2 separate regions of the Sus scrofa genome follow, and region 2 is linked to region 1. Evidence: chromatin contacts called from public Hi-C data. All regions are on one chromosome and are shown on one strand. The core of a region is the stretch at or near the end of the contact, and the rest is flanking DNA. Distances in the headings are between cores, read along the strand shown.

The links. Hi-C and Micro-C count contacts between places; a contact is called where the count stands out from the background.
Region 2: a Hi-C map of liver shows a contact between it and region 1, with 7 times the contacts expected there. The contact joins two enhancer-like sites. A contact is called at or near these places in 4 of 47 Hi-C or Micro-C datasets (liver and skeletal muscle).

The regions. Positions count from the first base shown.
Region 1 is chr4:81,875,519-81,880,134 of Sscrofa11.1, forward strand. All of the region lies in intron 12 of NME7 (nucleoside diphosphate kinase 7), which reads left to right. Among named protein-coding and RNA genes, the nearest start is that of ATP1B1, 59 kb to the right of the region's middle. Within about 2 kb of position 2,748, at least 13 of the 83 cell types and tissues checked have an H3K27ac peak or open chromatin away from gene starts, as enhancers often do. A contact at or near this core is called in liver, where this site is marked.
Region 2 is chr4:82,129,809-82,134,657 of Sscrofa11.1, forward strand. All of the region lies in intron 1 of LOC110260299 (a long non-coding RNA gene), which reads left to right. LOC106510101 (a long non-coding RNA gene) reads right to left here. Exons shown (of 3, transcript XR_002343351.1): 3 at 4,084-4,849. It also overlaps the pseudogene LOC106510108. Among named protein-coding and RNA genes, the nearest start is that of DPT, 160 kb to the right of the region's middle. Within about 2 kb of position 3,078, at least 8 of the 83 cell types and tissues checked have an H3K27ac peak or open chromatin away from gene starts, as enhancers often do. A contact at or near this core is called in liver, where this site is marked.

The DNA.
Region 1 (4,616 bases), core at 1,498-3,997:
CAGTTGAAAGGAAAGGAGCTTTAATCATAAAAGCCGGCAATCTGGAGAGAAGGTGGACTTGTGTCCAGAAATCAATTCTGAAGATTCTACTCAGCCATGACAGTTTTTAAAGAGAAAAATGGTGGTGCTGTAGGGGGTGGAGGTGGGGGATCAGTGAATCATCAAGGCAGGAGGTTGGGTTCTGCATCATCCTCCATTGCATGCAGACTGGCAGACTCTTTCTGCAGATATTATCTTGCCTGCGTGATTATCCTCCCTGGAGGACTCTAGGGGGGGCTCTTGGAGGTAGAGAGTTAGTCATTTTCTAACTGCTTAATTCTTCACTCATTTCTTTTTAATCTAAGAAAAGAATGAGCAGGTTAGACAAGGCATGGTGTGCATTCAGGAGAGCCCAAGCCAGGAGTTAGGTTAAACTGCTTAGTGATCTCATTCCTATAATTAGATTTTTTCAAGGTTAGAGGGGAACAGAAATGAGCAAACAGAAAAGGGGCAAAAGAGCTGCTTTCATCACTAGCACATCCGATATCGCATTCACACCAGTACCTCCAAAGGCTGCGTGGTCCCTTCATTTCCCTTACTCTGAAAGAATGACAAGGAAAGTATAACCATTCATTCACTGTCCTTTGTTCTCTGCAGTTTGACCCTGAACTTTTGTCTTTGGTCTGCATGCTGCTTCATTTTTTAGCACGTTAACTAAGCATGATCTCAGTTAATAAGTAACTCTCAGGTGACTAATTGCAGAGTCCTTAAAGAGGAGCCTAGAAAGGATCCTAAAACATTGTTGACCTAATCAAATTCATCCTCTTTTTCATTCATAAAATTTTACTACTGTTCCCACTTTGGTATCAGGGAAAAAGTTGCTAAATGCACTACTGTTCTTCACCCATTAGATAGTTATGGACAAGAGAGAAAGCAGAGGAATAATCTAACAAAGGAAAATATTAGGGGTAATGTTTTAAAGAACAAATGTATTGAGGTTTTCCAGGTTATGTAAAGTTTCTAAAGAAACTTGGAAGGACTCTAATCCTCAAATGTCATATACCTCCACTACCACATATATGCTAATTTTGTGTAAGAAATTCTCTGTGATAATTCTGCAATTTTCTGTGAAAGAAATGATAATGATAGTTATTTCCTGTTCTCCTTTAACCTGAACAGTCTTTTGCCCAGAAAAGTAGCAACTAGACAACATCTTGAATGTAATCTTGCCCACAGCAAAGTCACATATTCTTTTCTTGCTGCAGATACAGATGAAATCCAAACTACTATAGTTACTTTTTAAAAACCTCTTATGTTAGGCAGATGTTTATGTCATATAGTTAAGAACATAATACAGTCGTGTTTGTGGCTAAGTTTAAAAGGTTGCTGTGTTAAATTTATTTGTATTAATTCCTTTGTGTCATCTGCTTGTTAATTTTAAATTTTTATGTTTTCATATGGTGGCAATACTAATTAGCTTTAGGGGATACTTAACTATGTGCCAAGCACTGTTCCAAGTATGTTACATGCATTAACTTATGTATCTCTCAACGAAGTAAATATTATTACCCCAATTTGCAGATGAGGAAATGAAGCACAGAAGCATTAAGAAATTTTCCCAAAGTCTTACAGCCGAAACATGGAATGGAGATTAAACTCAGGCAGTCTGGGTCCAGAATTTACATGTTCTAACCTCATCACCTTTATATTATAATCTTAAATGTAACAAATTATTTCTCTAGAGTTCACAATGGAATGGTGGGTGAGAGTAGAAAATTAAACTTAGGAAAAGAATAGTTGTCCTTCATCAATAATTAGGATGATTAGAATTTACTTTTGTTTCATATGCATTAACTTATTATATTTTTATTCATGAACTTGCCCCACTCAGTTTTAGATGACAAATATAAAATTATTTGTTCCTCAAAGAACTCACAACCAGTAGGCTGCTTATATTGTCATCAGGGCTTTGGCTAAATGCCTGGTGAGTTAATACGTAATTATTGATAAGCACGTTTGTTTTTGCTTAATTATACAGAATGCCTAATGTAGGTGCCCCCAAATCACTGCAGCATCCAAATTCCTATCTCACAATGTAAATACAGTCCAGGAAGTGTGCCTTAGAAAATGTAGCCAATTCTTTGAAAAACCACGGATTTGTTTATTATTTGAGAAAAATGTTCATCATTGAGTTTCTTTTTCTCCCAATAATATTAAATCGTCTTTCTCCACCTCCTTCTTCCCTCTTCTCCCTATCTCAATCATACTCTCATATTTCACCACATTTTAGTTCATATCATTTATATTATGTACCGTGTACCTGCAACTGTACTGAGCAACATTTTCATTTCTAAGTGTTTTAAACATTCTTTTTTCCTACATAATCCAATTTTTAAAAATTTAAATTCAGCATAGATTATGGCTTCCATCTTTCTTGTAGGCATACTCTTGTTTGATGATTTTCCATCTTTTTAACTTCTCCAGTCGTTCTGTATCCAGATCGCAGTCTCCTCTGTCAATGATATCTTTCATTCCCACAAGGGTTTGAGTAGGGTGGGGGCTGGAATGAGGCTGAAAGAAGTCAGCTTATCCACTCTCAGCGGGGATATGGGGGTTGTTCAAAGATTGTTCTTCCATGGAAGCATCTGATTATGCTTCTGTCCCTTGCCTCCATCCCTAACTGTGCTGCAATAACTGACCTATGACAGCTAATGAATCTGGCATAAGAGAGAAGTTCCAAAGTCAGTGAAACAGAAATGTGTGAATTGACCATTTCATTGGATCCTTCCCAGTCACATTCTGCATTATGCTTATGATCTATTGTGTCAGGACTGGTAATCCTTCCAGTGATAACTACTGGTCCCCTTTGGTATCAACTGTAGAGTTACAAATAACTTTCAACACAACATTGTAAAGCAACTATATTCCAAAAAAATGAAGTAAAATAATAAAAAAATACCTTAATATGCTGGGTAAATGAATAACAACTGCAGGTTAAAACAACAAAAAAAAATTTTTTTTGCTTGGAATATCAGTGTACATAACTTTCTGTACAAAGTCCTCTTCTTCGCTTGTTACACATTAACTTTTGGGTTTCTGTACAGTCACCATCTGAGAGCTAAAACTGTTGCTTACTATTCATGGGGCAATGATAATTGTAAAACATTGTACAGCAGTAGCCTATAGCTTGGTATTAAACCTTTCCATGAGGGCATCGTAATGCTGCATATTCTGAGTATTGCCTTCAGACTACTTTAATAAATAATCCATTGTTCTATCAGTTGTATGATGGTAGACAACCATACTGACATGATAGACTGGATTTGTTTTTAATTTGGGTAAAATAACTTTCTTATGTCTTCTGTGTTTAATAGCCTTTGTTGATGATCATACATTGTAGATATTCAACTTATTTGCTGGTATTACAGTTTGTCATCTCAGTTGAGGGATATTATCTATGGATTCTCTTAGCTCTTCTGCCATTGTTAATTTGGTTCTTCAACAGTTCAGGTTAACTTATGTTTATTGAAGCCCTGTTTGTGTCATTCACTCTTCCAAAAACTGGGGGAAGGGGTGTGTAGGGAGGATTAATATATGGTCCCTACACTCAAAGAATTAAGCAATCTCTAGGAAGGGCTACAATTTGGATGTTAGGAAGTGAATGCTGGAGGGCTGAAGTTCCTTGGGTGTCATTGGATCCACTGTGTGGAACCCATGTCCCAGCATGGGCTTCAGGTGAGGCTTCTGGAAGATGGATGCTCTGGTCCAAGTATCAGAAAGTAGGTTAAAAACAAAAAAGAATAGTATTCCAGAAAGGGAAATGGTGTGTTTCCTGGAAAACCATAAAGAATTGGAAATATTAGAGTTTAAAATATATTAGAGAGGGAGTTCCCATCGTGGCGCAGTGGTTAATGAATCCGACTAGGAACCATGAGGTTGCGGGTTCGATCCCTGGCCTTGCTCAGTGGGTCAAGGTTCCGGCATTGCCGTGAGCTGTGGTGTAGGTCGCAGACGCGGCTCGGATCCTGCGTTGCTGTGGCTCGCGTAGGCTGGCTACAGCTCTGATTCGACCCCTAGCCCGGGACCTCCATATGCCTTGGGAGTGGCCCAAGAAATGGCAAAAAAGACAAAAAAAAATAAAATAAAATAAAATAAAAAAATAAAATATATTAGAGAATGGGAGATGAGCTTGGAAAGGTAGCTGAGGATCAAGTGATTGTTTTATGCCATGTTTAGGAGACTTAAATTTATTTGAAGCCTTATCCCATGGACTCACCACCTGAGATTGTTTGCAAAATGTTGTGAATATATTTGTTGTTTGTTGTTGTTGTTTGGGTTGTTTGATATTATTATATTTTACTTTTTTTAATTTTTTAAAATTGTAGTCGATTTACAATATTCTGTCAATTTCTGAGGTACAGCAAAGTGAACCAGTCATACATATATATATTTATATACACACTCTTATTCTCATATTATCTTCCATCATGTTATATTACAAGAGATTGGATATAGTTCCTTCTGCTATACAGTAGGACCTCATTGCTCATCTATTCTAAATGTAATAGTTTGCATCTATTAACCCCCAATTCCCAGTCCATAACCCTCCCTTCCACTTCCCCTTGGCAAGCACAATC
Region 2 (4,849 bases), core at 1,828-4,327, 250 kb after region 1:
TTTGCAAAGAAAATCTTACTAAAAAACAAAAACAAACAACTACCCAAAACCCACAAACAAAAAAATCCCACTGAATCAGATGGCGTTATTTCTTCAGATTCATTAGTTGGAAAAGAGCTGCCTCTCTTTAGGCACTGTGGGTGAGGGTCCTCCAAGCATTTATTTGTGATAATGGGTGAAGCTGGGTCACTCGACTTTAGCTGGAAAGGATCCTCCATCTACAGTTGGAATGTTCCTCTTTTGAAAATGAGAAAACTGAAGCCTGGAGTATGTTAAAACTCCCATTTTCATATCCAGTTTTATGTCTTGCCATATCCAAGTTTTTATTTTGTATTTTAGCCATGCAACATTTATTATTTTAGTCTCTGCAGTGCTCTGTGTATGTATGCTTCTACCTCGGGGCGTTTGCACATGTTATTTTTATGTCTTGAACAAATCTCTCTCTTTCTCTACCCCTCCCTCTTTATACCATTTCGTGTGTCTATAGCCTACCCCACAGTGATTGATATTATAGCACTTGTAATTTATCCATCCGTCTGTCTCCTTCACCAGACTGTGCATCTAAAGAGAAGGACCATTTCACCACTTAATAATCCCCAATGTATTCCTTTTGCTCTGCCAAGTTCTTGGTTTATTTTAAATGTTCAACAAGTACTTGTGGAATGAAAACATAAATGAAGATGTGCTAATACTTTTATTTTTAACGTTTTAATCTCCTTTGGATATTTTTGTAACCTTCAAGGGTGTAAAATCCTTATATGGTATGTAAGGGCCTAGGGTTTTTAAGCTCTCAGTCAATGATAAAATGAAACAACTAGGGCTTCTTATTAAATCTGAGCAAAGACGTAGTCATAGGCAAAGTTGCTTTTTTTATTCAACAAAGTTAACACCTCAAAGATATAATGAAAAAATGGAAGAGATTATGGAAAATGTTGGATTCCTATGGGGAGAAGGAAGATATGTCTTTGAAAGTAGCTCCAGATAAATGAAGAGAATTGAAGTCCTAGCATTGGGATAGCTAATTGGTGAGAATTACTGTAGATATGTAGAGTAATTGTCAGTTGAGGAAGACTATATAAAAGTAGGAAACATCCTACCTTGAGGGATTTAGAGCAAGGGCTGGGCACTGGTTCAGGCACCTAAGAATACCTTTTTCTCTGAGGGTACAGCCCTGGGTAATAGGCAGCCACTTACAACTGTTTTAATACTTCTGTTCTCTGTTTCCAATTGGAGTGCTCCCAAGGGCAGGGACTTCTCTAAATATCTCTGATTCTTACAAAACTGGCATAGAGCCTAGCACAGAGCAGGGTTTTAGTGAAGAAAGCTTTTGAATGAATAAGTAGAAGTTAGAAGTAGAGATAAAATAAAACATTTTAGATGTTTTGGTGTATGTATATTGTGATGACTCAGCAATGTGGGAAAAGTGGCTGGTTGCATGCAACTGGCAGTCTGGACGGTGAGTTTTTCTTCTAGCATCCAACAGGGCAGGCGATCAGTAGAATCTAGTAAAGCCTGAGCCCCAATGCCACTTCTGTTTCTGTTAACTGTATGACTTAAGTCTTCTTAACCGCCAGGATATTCATCTTTCAACAGAGCTAAACAGGAATTCTCATCATGGTGCAGTAGGTTAAAAATCTGACTGCAGCAGCTTGGGTCCCTGCAGATCAACGGGGTGATCCCTGGCTGGGAGTAGTGAGTTAAAGAATCTGGCATTGCTGCACCTGCAGTGCAGATCACAGCTGTGTGTCCCTGGCCCTGGAACTTCCATATGTTGTGGGTGCACCCATAAACAAACAAACAAACAAATAAACAAAATGAGCTTAACAATACTACTTACATCTGAGGATGGTTATAAAGAGTAGCAATGCTTAGAAGTGTATTGGTGTACAGTATGCACTCAGTAAATACTAGCGATAAAAGCAATATCCAACATTTATTAGTGCTATTATATGTGTGTATGTATGTATGTACATTATGTATATGTGTATGTATGTGTTTATATACATATGTATGTATTCATGTGTAAAGTGTGTGTGTGTGTATATATATATATATGTATATAGATATAAAATCACAGCCTCAAAACAAGACAGAGAAAGGTCCTACAAACTAATATTTATGTTTACAGATAAAGAAAGTAACAAAGAAATCTTTAACTTTTTCCCAAGCTATACAGATAGTAAGTGACAGAGCCAGGATTTGAACCTCTGAGTCTGCCATTGTAAACTCATGCTTTCTATTGCCTCCTTGCTATCAGTATTACAGATTTTAAAAGAGTATGCAATGGGAGAGAGTGGTGAGTATTTGGTTAGATGCACTGATTTCATCAGGTTTTGCATAAGGCAGTGTGGCTATCTAGCCATATTAATCAGCAAAACTTTTCCTCACTCAAGTGAGACTTTGACATCTATCTTCATGTAATCTAGAGGACCTGGGAATTCTGTTTAATTACTGAAGTTATTCCAGGAAGCCACTGAACTGAAAGTGAATAAAGTCACAAAAAAAGAGGTATAAAACTATCTAAGGCCCAGATTTACCTCACTGGTAAATCAGGGGTGGCCCCATAAATTGATGTTATGCTGCTGTGTTTATAATACTCATTTTGGGTAAATTTTATCCAAATGACAGGAAAGAATATCTTTTTTGAGTTAGGAAATTTTGTGGTAATGAAATATTGGCAAATGGAAAAGGGAGTGAAAAAGATTAAGCAACGTGAATGTCACCTGTGGGATGGCAAATATTTGTTTTAACAGGTTAAATATTAGCACCTTGAATAGAGCTATGGGTCAGTCTACTTCTGTTTCTTCTGAAAGTGGCCTACTATTGGAGTCAGCCACTTTAACTCCTAGACCCCCAATTCTCACTTAGTTAAATGGAAGCAAGAATTCTCAGCAAAGAACATTCACTATGCATGTGGAGTGAATAAATATCTGGTCAGCTTCCAGCTGGAGTTTTTTGTTACCTTTTAGTGCTGAAACTATTGGAAGAGGGCCATGTTGGCATCTCTCTGCTACCTCATTTATTTCCCAGCTACTCTCCAGAAGAAGTTACTGGGATTTGTGAGTATGTGATATGGGAGATTGAATGGGGTAGGCGAGGAAAGGTGAGGGAGGGAGGGAAGCCTGAAATGTGACCATGAGAATGCTATACAGGGCAGCTACTTTTGAGTCATGAATCCACCACCAGCCAGCATGAATTCAAGGATCTTGGTTGGGAGAAAATTTGGGCTTAGCAAAAGCTTGGGGGAGGGGAGGTTAACACTGGCCACGGGTCGAACCTAATAAACTGTATTCACCAACACACCTACCCAATGCAGACTCATGGGCTCTGCAATTCAGATCCTTAAACATTAAATCTCCCAGTAGAGATGTAGCTGGGCACGAACTCTAAGACAACTCTAAGAAAACCATGGCAATGGAAGAAGGCAATGGCAGAGAAAATACTAAATGGTGTAGGCAGCCAGAGAAGAATCTCTACAGTCCTTGAATAGCCCACTGAAAGCTGGAATGTAGCACTTCTGCCCAGAGCCCTCACAGCTCATGTGGGTCATAGTCCTGAGAATAGATGTGACTGGTCCAGAAAAAAAAAAAAAAAGCTAAATGTAGAAGGACATCATTGAACCTGTCTGATGAGTAATACTTGCCTAGTGCTTTGACGTTTTTAGAAGAAACATGAGATCAATGGGTAAATTGTTAGAACAGTACACAAAGCAGGTAGCTGGCTATCATGGTTCCAAGATAATCTCGAATCTATGCTCCTATGTAAAAAGAACAAGCAGGATCTTGAAAAGACTTTCATAATTTATTTAGAAAGAATCCTATGTTCTAAGGACTGTATTCTCTTTGTTAGAGGTGAGCAAACACTGACGTTTGAGGCCATGAGATCAGATGTAATTAATAGAATGTTAACTCATTATGTCTAACACCAAATCCCCCAGGGCCTGTGAGAAAGGAACTAAAAAGCCACTCAAGTGAGAGACTGTGGCTTATTAGCACACGGAGAAAACCACTATCATTTCTGCTCTTTGTTTTACAGTTATATAGCAATGAATAGTTCATAATACATTTTTTATTGAATTGACAGCTTTGAGTACCACAAAGTTAAAAAGAATGGATATTAATATCCTCATCTGTAGGAAAAGAAACTGGGACTCAGGCTCAAATGCTCAAAATGAAAGCTTCACCTCCTCTTTTCCCTCCAAGTCTAGCCTCATCCTCTCATGTTATGATTGCTTCAAACTCTAGATAAAGTGAAATAAACAGACTGACCCCCAACAGGGTCTACGCAAGTTACATGCAGGGTGTCTCCTGATAGGGTCCCTGCTAGTTCAGGGTTTACCCTAAAAAGGAGACACACAGGTAGTCACATTACTGGGTTTTATGGCATGTAGAAGATTGGTGATTGTATGATAACCAACAAGAGTTGAGCAGTTACCAGCACAGTAAGAAGACTATGCTAAGAACTTTTCCTGTATTATCCTCACAATAACCTCTGAAATCAGTATTATTATAACTCATTTTACAGGCTACTGAGACAAGTATGAAGTAGCTTTCCTCAAGTCATTCAGTAAGGGTAAACCCACATAGATTTTTACTTGTAGGCTTAGTAATTAATACTTTGTCTTTGACTTTGGTATCTATGCCATTCCTGAGTCTAAATGAAGTTAGAAGAACAATGAATTTGGTAGAAAAGAACACAAACTCAGGGTCAGGAGATGTGAGTTCTAGTCTCACCTCTGCTACTGATGAGCTGTACATCTAAGCCTCACTTCCCTCATCTGCAAAATGAAAGTTTGGTCCTATGTAATTTCCACGGTTCCTCACAAATCTAATAATGGGATGTATTTGAC